Regions from separate parts of the Mus musculus genome. Here region 1 is linked to region 2. Evidence: chromatin contacts called from public promoter capture Hi-C data. All regions are on one chromosome and are shown on one strand. The core of a region is the stretch at or near the end of the contact, and the rest is flanking DNA. Distances in the headings are between cores, read along the strand shown. Region 1 holds the start of Lyar (Ly1 antibody reactive clone). Region 2 holds the start of Trmt44 (tRNA methyltransferase 44).

Evidence for each region. Promoter capture Hi-C pulls out the DNA fragments that hold promoters and counts their contacts.
Region 1: a promoter capture Hi-C map of pre-B cells shows a contact between it and region 2, with 4 times the contacts expected there. The contact joins the promoter of Lyar here to the promoter of Trmt44 in region 2. A contact is called at or near these places in 3 of 39 promoter capture datasets (liver, neutrophils and pre-B cells) and 1 of 9 other capture datasets (liver).

The regions. Positions count from the first base shown.
Region 1 is chr5:38,217,658-38,221,996 of GRCm38.p6, reverse strand. It overlaps Lyar (Ly1 antibody reactive clone), which reads right to left and starts at 1,515. Exons shown (of 9, transcript NM_025281.3): 1 at 1,362-1,515. Zbtb49 (zinc finger and BTB domain containing 49) reads left to right here and starts at 1,543. Exons shown (of 8, transcript NM_029162.3): 1 at 1,543-1,674.
Region 2 is chr5:35,573,631-35,577,945 of GRCm38.p6, reverse strand. It overlaps Trmt44 (tRNA methyltransferase 44), which reads left to right and starts at 2,876. Exons shown (of 11, transcript NM_030208.3): 1 at 2,876-3,387; 2 at 3,752-3,866. The coding sequence starts at 2,901.

The DNA.
Region 1 (4,339 bases), core at 266-2,765, 2.6 Mb before region 2:
ATTCTTGGGCTTCCCATTCATAGCTAACATTGTTAGGTTAGTTGGATTATAGACTATAAAAGTCATTACAATAAATTCCCCTAATATGTAGATATCCCACAAGTTCTGTGATTCTAGAGAACCCCGACTAATATAGATCTCTTAGATTCTGGGTGCTGAGAACTGAACTCAGGTCCCCTGGAAGAACAGCAAATACTCTTAATCCCTGAGCCATGCCTCCAGCCCCCTACCTTGTCTCTCTCTCTCTCTCTCTCTCTCTCTCTCTCTCTCACTGGGAGTTTATTAAGCGAGCTGGATAGAGAGCCACAGGGTTCTGTCACCACATCTTGCTTTTTAACCTGGGTTCTGGGCATGGAAATTCATGTCCTCATGCTTGTGTGTCAAGCACTTTACAGACTGGACTATCACTTGTTTAACTCATGTACACACAGAGACAATATTTGCCCTAAAACCAGGCCATCTTAAAGGCCAGGCAGGCAACTGCTCCCTTTAAACTTCAATTTCTCCCCATCTCTGAAATAGGGAGTCGGCCCACTATAACTAGGCACAAGCTCCTTCCAGAATTCCTAGAAATCACAGGTACACTAAAAGATAAAAAAACAGCACATATCTCCACCCTCTTGGGACCCCAGGGGAAGACTATGAGTGGGCCACATGTTTCCACTGAAGCTCAAAGAATCCAAGCCATGCCCCTGCTTCGGTAGAGGCAGTTCAAGTCTCCTCACCACAGCTTCATATGAATAACTTGCAGGTGTTAGGCACTACGGTAGACACTAAACTCTTGACACAATTTGAGCAGGCTTCATATCCCTGGGCTTCGCTGGGCAGAAGCTAGGCTTTCGGGCACATAGACCCCTATCATCTCTCTTACCTCTATCTCCTAGGAGGTAGCTGCTGCAGGAAAAATCCTGACACATGCTGAGCAACCACTATACGCCAAGCCTTTTACCCCTGTAAACTTCACACACACCCTAAATTAGATTCTCTGGTATCCCTTTTGGACAGACGTGGAGCTGGGCACCACTAGGTTAAGTAGCTTGTATCTAGATCGATATTTGGGGGTTCGCGGGCACTTAGGTCTTTGGTCCTCTGAGCTCCAGGAGCCATAAGGTCCTTCCTCCGGACCTAGTTCTCGAGCCTCAGAGAAAAGCCCTCTCCCCATCAGCCAGCAGGTCTATAAGCCCTGTGCGCTGAGGACTAACCGTACCATCTGGCCGGCCCCGAGTGCCGGACTAAAAACCGGGATGCAATATCTCCAGGAACTCAAAAGGCTAGGTTTTGCCCGCGAGCGAGTCCTCAAGGAAGGCAGCCATGCCACCATCGCCCTTCCTCCATGTCCCGGGGCTCCAAGCAGTTCTCACCTGTCAGCCGACCCCGCCAACGGTCTCAACCGGCCGCCGGGAGCACGTGGAGCGGCAGCCACCCAGCGTAGCACCGCCACCGGCTCGCCCAGCCACCCCGCGCAGAACTCAATCCCGGCGGCGCGCGCCAACGCGCGTGCGCGCAGAGGCCACGCCCCTCCCAGACGGAAGTGACGGCGGCGGAAGTTGCCGATGAGCTGCCGAGGGGGCGTTGTCGGAATGGTTCCGAGGCGGTTGGAGTCCTGCAGTTGACACCGAGAGTGCGACGAGAAAGGGTGTCAGGGAGGCGGCCGGGCGAGAGCGGCCTCCGCGGGTAAGGCGGCCCGGGACACTCGACTCCCGTGGGTTGGCGCGGGTAGGGTGCGCGCGGCTTACTCGCAGCGCTGTGTGATGGGGCTCGGCGGAGCACAAAGCTAAGCTCCGGGCACCGGAGCCGGGCCTCCTCCTTCCTGCAGTCACCCTTGCTGCGGTCTGCGCCGCTCTTGGTGTCTGCGTCGCCCCGAGATAGGAGAGGCGCTTATTTCCCCGGGCCCCTAAGCCGCCCCCTGCCTCACTCACCGCGTGATCCTAGGTGCCATGGTGTTCCATCTGTAGGATGCTATTACTGCAGCGCCTACTCCTCGGGACCACGGCAGGTGCTGGGCGCGCCTCTGTGGGAAAGACAGCATCTGGTATACGTTAGTGGGCACTGTTGCTTAAATGACTGAATGAACGTCCAGCAGGCTATGAACAGTATTGTGAGAAACCTCAACCCAGGCGTGGGCGTTTGTTGGTGACAGAGACGTCTCCTGTTTGCTGTGGCTCCTAAAGCAAGGGACAACAGATGAGGTGGTTCAGATGAGAGAGCTTTAGTTTCTCACACTTCTAGAGGACGGCGGGCCATGAATGTGGTGTCATCGGGTTTGCTTGCTTTAGAGGACTGTCCTGGCTTACTGGTGGTCACTCTTGCTGTATCCCCACACAGTCTTCCCTCTGTGCCATCGCAGCTCAGGCATTTCTGCCACAGAACCCATCCGAAGAGGCTCTTTTTAATTTTTAAAATACAGTTGCCTTCTTAAGGGTGTAATTGCTACAGGTATTCAAATTCTGAGGTTCTGGAGAACGCAACGGAATGCATAAAGAGCCCATTAGGTGGTATGCCCTTGTAACACCAGCACTGGGGAGGTGGCGATAGGTGGATTCCTGAAATCAGTGAGCCTCACACCTCAGTAAGAGACCCTTTCTCAAAAAAAAACAAGGTGGACGACTCCTGAGGAACAATGCCTGAGGCTGGCTTCTGGCCTCCACACATATGCACCCTTGTCTACACAAAACATGCACATATATCTGCACATACATTCAGAAAAAGGCATAAAGATAGGCACAGTAGTTAACAACGCCTAAGGACCCCTGTAAAGCTTGATATAAACAGCTTCAGGGCAAACCTCCCACAAATCATCCACCAGTGTTAACTGCCTGACAGAATTACCCCACCAAACTCTGCCGTGGGAGCCTTTTGGTTAAAATTCTGGTGTGGGCTCCTCTTCCCTTCATTTACCTCATCCAAGCTTTTCCCCACCCCCCACTTCTCCTTGCCTTTCTCACCATGGTATTTGCATTGTTTGATGTCTTTCACAGTGATCTTTCTGCTATCATATTCTTGGTTTCAATTTTAGCTTACAGAACTAGAAGGAACCGTACAGTTCTCTAGTTCCACAGGGTCGCTCTATTCTCAAACTACATGCTGAGCACCTGTGAGGCGCCAGACACTTGCAGGTGTCAGAGCTATAGCAATCAGCGAAGGAGATGTGAGCCATGTCTTTACCATGTAAAGACGGTTGCGTTTGCCGGCTAGGCTGAGCCCCCTAATAGTTCAGTCAGCTGTGAACTTGTCAGTGGTTCATCCTAGTGAGGAAAATCACGCCCTTGTGAGCCTCGCATTTGAACTCTCCTCCTGCACTGAGGACTAAGTCTTGAACTCTTATCATCTTTTTGGAAATACTTCATATCCAAACTATAATTTAGTGTGGGAGGGTCCCCACAGGAGTTACAGCAAGTAGGGGGAAACAGTCACAGTGCGGTAAGAATAAAATCCGATCAGCTCAGTTTTGTAACCAGAGCTGGGCCAGGCCAGGACTTCCAGCGTCTGACCCAGATCATTTTACTTTACTCATATTTATGCACAGCACAATTTGGGGGTGGGGGGGTTCTGATAACAGTTACATCAATCCCAAGTGCACAACAATTTTAAGACATGTTTACATTGAGATTCTTTACAAAGTATATCTGGCTTCTTTCACAAGAATGGGTACTGTTAATTTAGAAATAGTGCCCAGTGTCTAGGATCTAGGGAGATTGAAACATAATGAGGTAAACATAATGTCTGTAGGAGTCAGGATTGGCCTGGCCCTAAGATGACCTAGAAGTCACTAGGCTGTTGTTTTTGTACAAATGACATCTCTCACAAAGATGAGCTCTATGGCCTACAAGTAATGCTCAAGGCTTTAAGGGGAAAGGGTCTGGCAGAAGTTAACCATCAAGTCTGGAAGGTATGGGCAGGGCCTGCTCAACAGGTAGCCAAGGATCACCAGGTTGCAAACCTCATTTCCCAGCATTCCAGGAAAGCAGCTAAGCGCCTCATTCCATTGAAGAGAGAAGCTGTGTGTTTAACTTTCCTGTAGTCTCCAGTCTTAACTGTGAGAGGCCTTCTTTTTGCCGTCTACAGATTATTGCCCCAGATTGCTGTTAAGATCCTCAGCTTCCTCCCGTTCCTCTTCCACTGTGTTTGGATGCCAGAGGTCACATCTGACTCAGCTGTGTGCCTCCCACGCCACCCTCTACCCCCATGTCTATTGCAATTGTTCCATTTGGGTATGCTGCGCTCCCTGGGACTGAAGCCTCCTGGACACCTGCACTCACTGTTGCTGCCCTGGAGGGCAGCCCACAGTAGTGACTCAGGAGGTGGATGAGGAATGACCAGGTCTTCTGTATCCACACAG
Region 2 (4,315 bases), core at 1,627-4,126:
TTCAAATGTTCTTTTCTTTTGTGGGGGGTTTTTGTTTGTCTTTTCGAGACAGAGTTGTTCTGAGTGGTCCTAGCTGTCCTGGAACTCACTCTATAAACCAGGCTGGCCTCAAACTTGGAGATCTGCCTGCCTCTGCTCCACCAAGGCCAAGATTAAAGGCATGCACCATCAGCATCCAACAGAGCAGCATGTGTCCTTAACAGCTAAGCCATTTCATCACCTCCTCCCAGGAGTGAAGATATTCAAAAGAGACATTGTGCCCTCTAATTTGTCTTATCAGATAATAGAAAAGATGGTGCAACTTTTGAGAAAAGGCACAAATCAACTCTCTTTAAATCACGTCACTGAGCTCTTGCCATACCTTTGAGGTCAGAGGTGCCACAGTGAATCACTAGCTTCCCTGTCTCTTCACCACCCCCACCCCCACCACACATGAACTTTGCTTTCCAGACTCCGTGGATACTGACTTGTTGGTTAGCCTCCTCTGTCAGCTAGCAGCTTCTCAGAGACAGGGTCTGTTTAGCCCTGTACCTGAGTCCCCACAAACATGTACAGCTAACATTGATCTCTACCTGCTGTAGCACCACTAACACCTTCCAATAGATTAGCATTGCCATTCAGCAGGCAGAAGTCCTTTGCTCTAACTGGTTAGAGGCAAGAGGAAGCTCTTCAAGAACTGTCTGCTTTGTGGTGGCTTTTGTATCCCTTAGCTTAGGCTACCCTTGAGTTCATGGCAGCACACAGCATTAACAGCAGCCATTTGCACCCTCTAGTGTCATTATCTGTGTAAGCTTAAGGTTATGGGACCCTTAGTCCTACAGTGACAAGTGTTACAGCTCTTCTATAGGGTTAGAGTGTCAGAACCCCACAGCCTCACACTGCACCAGTGTTAACAGTTCCTGCATGTGGTGTGTCTGAGCCCCTTGACTCCCAAGTCCTGACAGCTCTGTGGAACTCTTCAAGCTCTTTACAGCCTTCTCTCCGTCAGCCTTAATTCCTTACTCTCACTCTTTAGCCCCACTGTATGATTTCTGCTCTGGCTGCCTCTCTTGCTATGACCACAGCCGCGGCTATTGTTTGCTACTGCTCCATTTTGCTGTCCTCACTGGTGTTGCAGCTGCTGCCGTCACTCTCTGTTACCACTCACCGCCAGCTCCCACCACCCCCTCTATTACTTCCAAACTTCCCTCGGCCACCCGTGCAGTCCCCGTTACTTGAGCAAAGCAGCCATAGTTGTTGTTTAGCTGCTGTAAAGTGCCCCTGGTTCCCTAAGGGACATAATGAAACCCAGGAGCAGCAACAAAGTGAAACTTTGGCCTACATGGGTGTTGCCAAGAGGTTGGGAGATGAGGTCAAAGATGCGTGTTTGGCTCTTTGGACCATTAGAGCAGAGGCATGTGGTTGTTGTGCTGATATAAAAACACAGCTTTGACCTTAAAGGGAGTGAGGGATAGCTTAGTCTGGAGACAAATATGAGTGACTATGGTTTAAAAACTATGTTCATACGTGGTGACAGTTTTTTTAATAGTAACAAAATCCATAAAGTAAGTATTTTTAAAATACAAGGATGGGTACCAACAGGTAGGTGGGTTAGAACAATGAGGGGAAATTGCTGGAGACATTTTTAGCCTTCATGTTGGTGGAAGCTAATAGTTTGTACATTCCAAAGGATTTAACAAATACTTTGTTTCGGACCTCAGGTAACAAAGTAAGAAATGAAAGACCCACAACGTGAGGACTCCCCCACGTTCTGACTCAGGAGAGGCGACACCCCAAAATCACCCACAAGAAACGGGCCTGTTGCAAAATGCAAGAGGATTTTTATTCAAGAGCGCTCTCGGGCCCACGGTCATACACCACGAAGGGGTAGAGGACCGTGGCGCCCCGAGTAGCTGAGTAAGGGGGTATTTAAAGGAAGAAACCACAACTCAAGGAGGTGGGAAGGGCATTGTTGGAAAATAACAAAAATACCAGTTAAGAGTCACAAGGAAGTGCAAAGTTACAAGAGTCACGAGGAATACCTGGTAATTGTGAGGGTTATTTTTCAAAACAGTTTCTAAGAGCCCCTAACAAAAGCACATTTGTATATGGCAATGGTCAGGGTGACTTTCTTTGAATGAGCACTCTTTGAACCCAGGAAGCGGGTGGGTAGAGGAATGTCGCTATCTGTTTTATGATTAGCATACCTTTACAAAGGCCACATTCCCAAGCCTGGGCCTAAAGGCCTAGAATTCTGTTTTTACTTTGTTATACTTTCAGAACGTCTGTGTTATAGGTTTCTTATGTTTTCTGATGCCAGCTTTATCTTTTGGGTTGGTAGGAGGTTACTTTCTGGCAAGTTAATGTATTCCAGTCAAAGAATTTGGAGTCAGACACAGGTGGGCAATGCATGGCTATAAAGGAGCTAAATAATCGCCCAAGGTAATGCTAGCTTTGGGTCCGCATTCCAATTCTTTACAATCATGAAGTTGTAGTTAGCCAACCAGCTTTGTAGAATCCTTCATATAAGTGTGGCTTTCTGCTGAGTGTATCAGTTACGTCTTGTTTGCTCAAGTAACTTCCTCTCCTCTCAGTATTATTAGCTTTGTCGTGAGAGGTGGAACCTCTGGGGGCAAAATTTCATTTAGGGGGCACGAATCGGATGTACCGCTTGGGAGCTCTTATTTCCAAGCAAGAAAGCAAGCAGAGAAGGGGTTGTACATTCAGTCGTTGAGGACCCCAGGAGGCTGTATCCACTGCGGCCCACACTCTGCTCCTCCCGCGTCCCAGGCTCCGCCAGCGGCTCCGAAGCTACCGCCCAGCAAAAAGGACAAAGGGATGGCCTTCCGGGTCCAGGCTCTAACTCCCGTGAGTCAATGCGCTTCCGGGTCGCGTCATCCCAACGCGCCGAGCGCGCAGCCATGGAGGAGCTGGGTAGAGTGCGGCTAAGCGATCCTGATGCCCTGCTACCTGCAGGCTTCTGGGCCGCCGTGACCGTGTGGCTGGAGAGGCCACAGGTGGCCAACAAGAGGCTGTGCGGCGCCCGCATGGAAGCCCGCGGGAGAACTTTGCGGTCCCACGCCCAGGCGGAGTGTGGACCGCGGCAGGGACAGGGACACGGGCTGGAGAGGGAACCCGGACAGGCTTCTCCTAAAGGAGAGCCAGAGTCGGGACCTAGGGCGAGCCGCGAAGGCACCGCTCCCGCGGCTGACCTGAACTCGCTATGGGACCGAGTCTCCCAAAGCCTCGTCCACGCCAATCCGGAAATGCTGGCCTTCCTCTGTGGCCCCTCGTTGGGTCCTCAGCCTGAAGCCGCGCAGGAGCTCGACCTGATTCTCAGGACTGTCATCCCGAAAGCGAGCCCGCACTCCCCACTCACAGAGCCGAAGAAAGAACTGGTAGTGCAAGGTAGGAGAGTAGTGGGAAGAGCGCAAACAGACTGAAAAGCGTTCGCTTTTTGAGACAGGGCCTTATATGGCCTGGAATTCGCTATGTAGAACAGGCTGGCCTCGAACTCACAGAGATACACCCGCCTCAGCCTTCCAAGTACTGGGATTAAAGGAGCGCCACACCACCCACCACCCAGCTCTGGCCTTGTATTGTCTAAGTGCTAGCTATAATGGTGTGTCCAAAGTGTAGAGCCCTCTCCCCAGTGCTGGACAGCCACTAAGGACTGGAAAGCATTACTCTCCTGTCCATCGCTGCTCAGTTCTACTTCCAAGGGATCCGTTTAGAGCAGTTATGACCTGATAGCCTTGTCTTTCCCCCTCAGATGTCTCCAGTGGGAGTGTCACCTTTTTGCCCTTGGAAGAAGATAATGAGGGGAATTTGGAGGTTAAAACGAGCAACGTGTATCAACTCCATCTCCATCACAACGAAGGAGAATGGTAAGAGCTGGACGCTGCTGTTGCACCACTATGTGATGCCCATCCCGGATGTCCTATCAGCAGTCAACTGGAAGATTCTGGGGTACAGAAGAGCCAAGGTCTTGTGTTGGTTGGCTGATCTCAGATGTATACTATAGTCACCACTCTGCTGGTTCCTGGCGCTGGTACTGGATTGGGGATCACAATGTAGCCAGAGTCCTTGATCTCTATATTCCATATGCCGGTAGGGGTGTACAGCAACTAGCTGGGGTACTCTGTTAGTCAGCTTTCTGTTGCATAATACCCAAGGGAGTCAACTTAAGGATGCTTGAGGGCCAGTGAGATGACTGTGCATAAAGGTGCTCGTTTCAAATCTTACAAGCTGAGTTTGATCCCTAGAGCCCACATGTTCTGTGAGCTGTCCTCTGTCTTTTAAACACACACACACACACACACACACACACACAGAT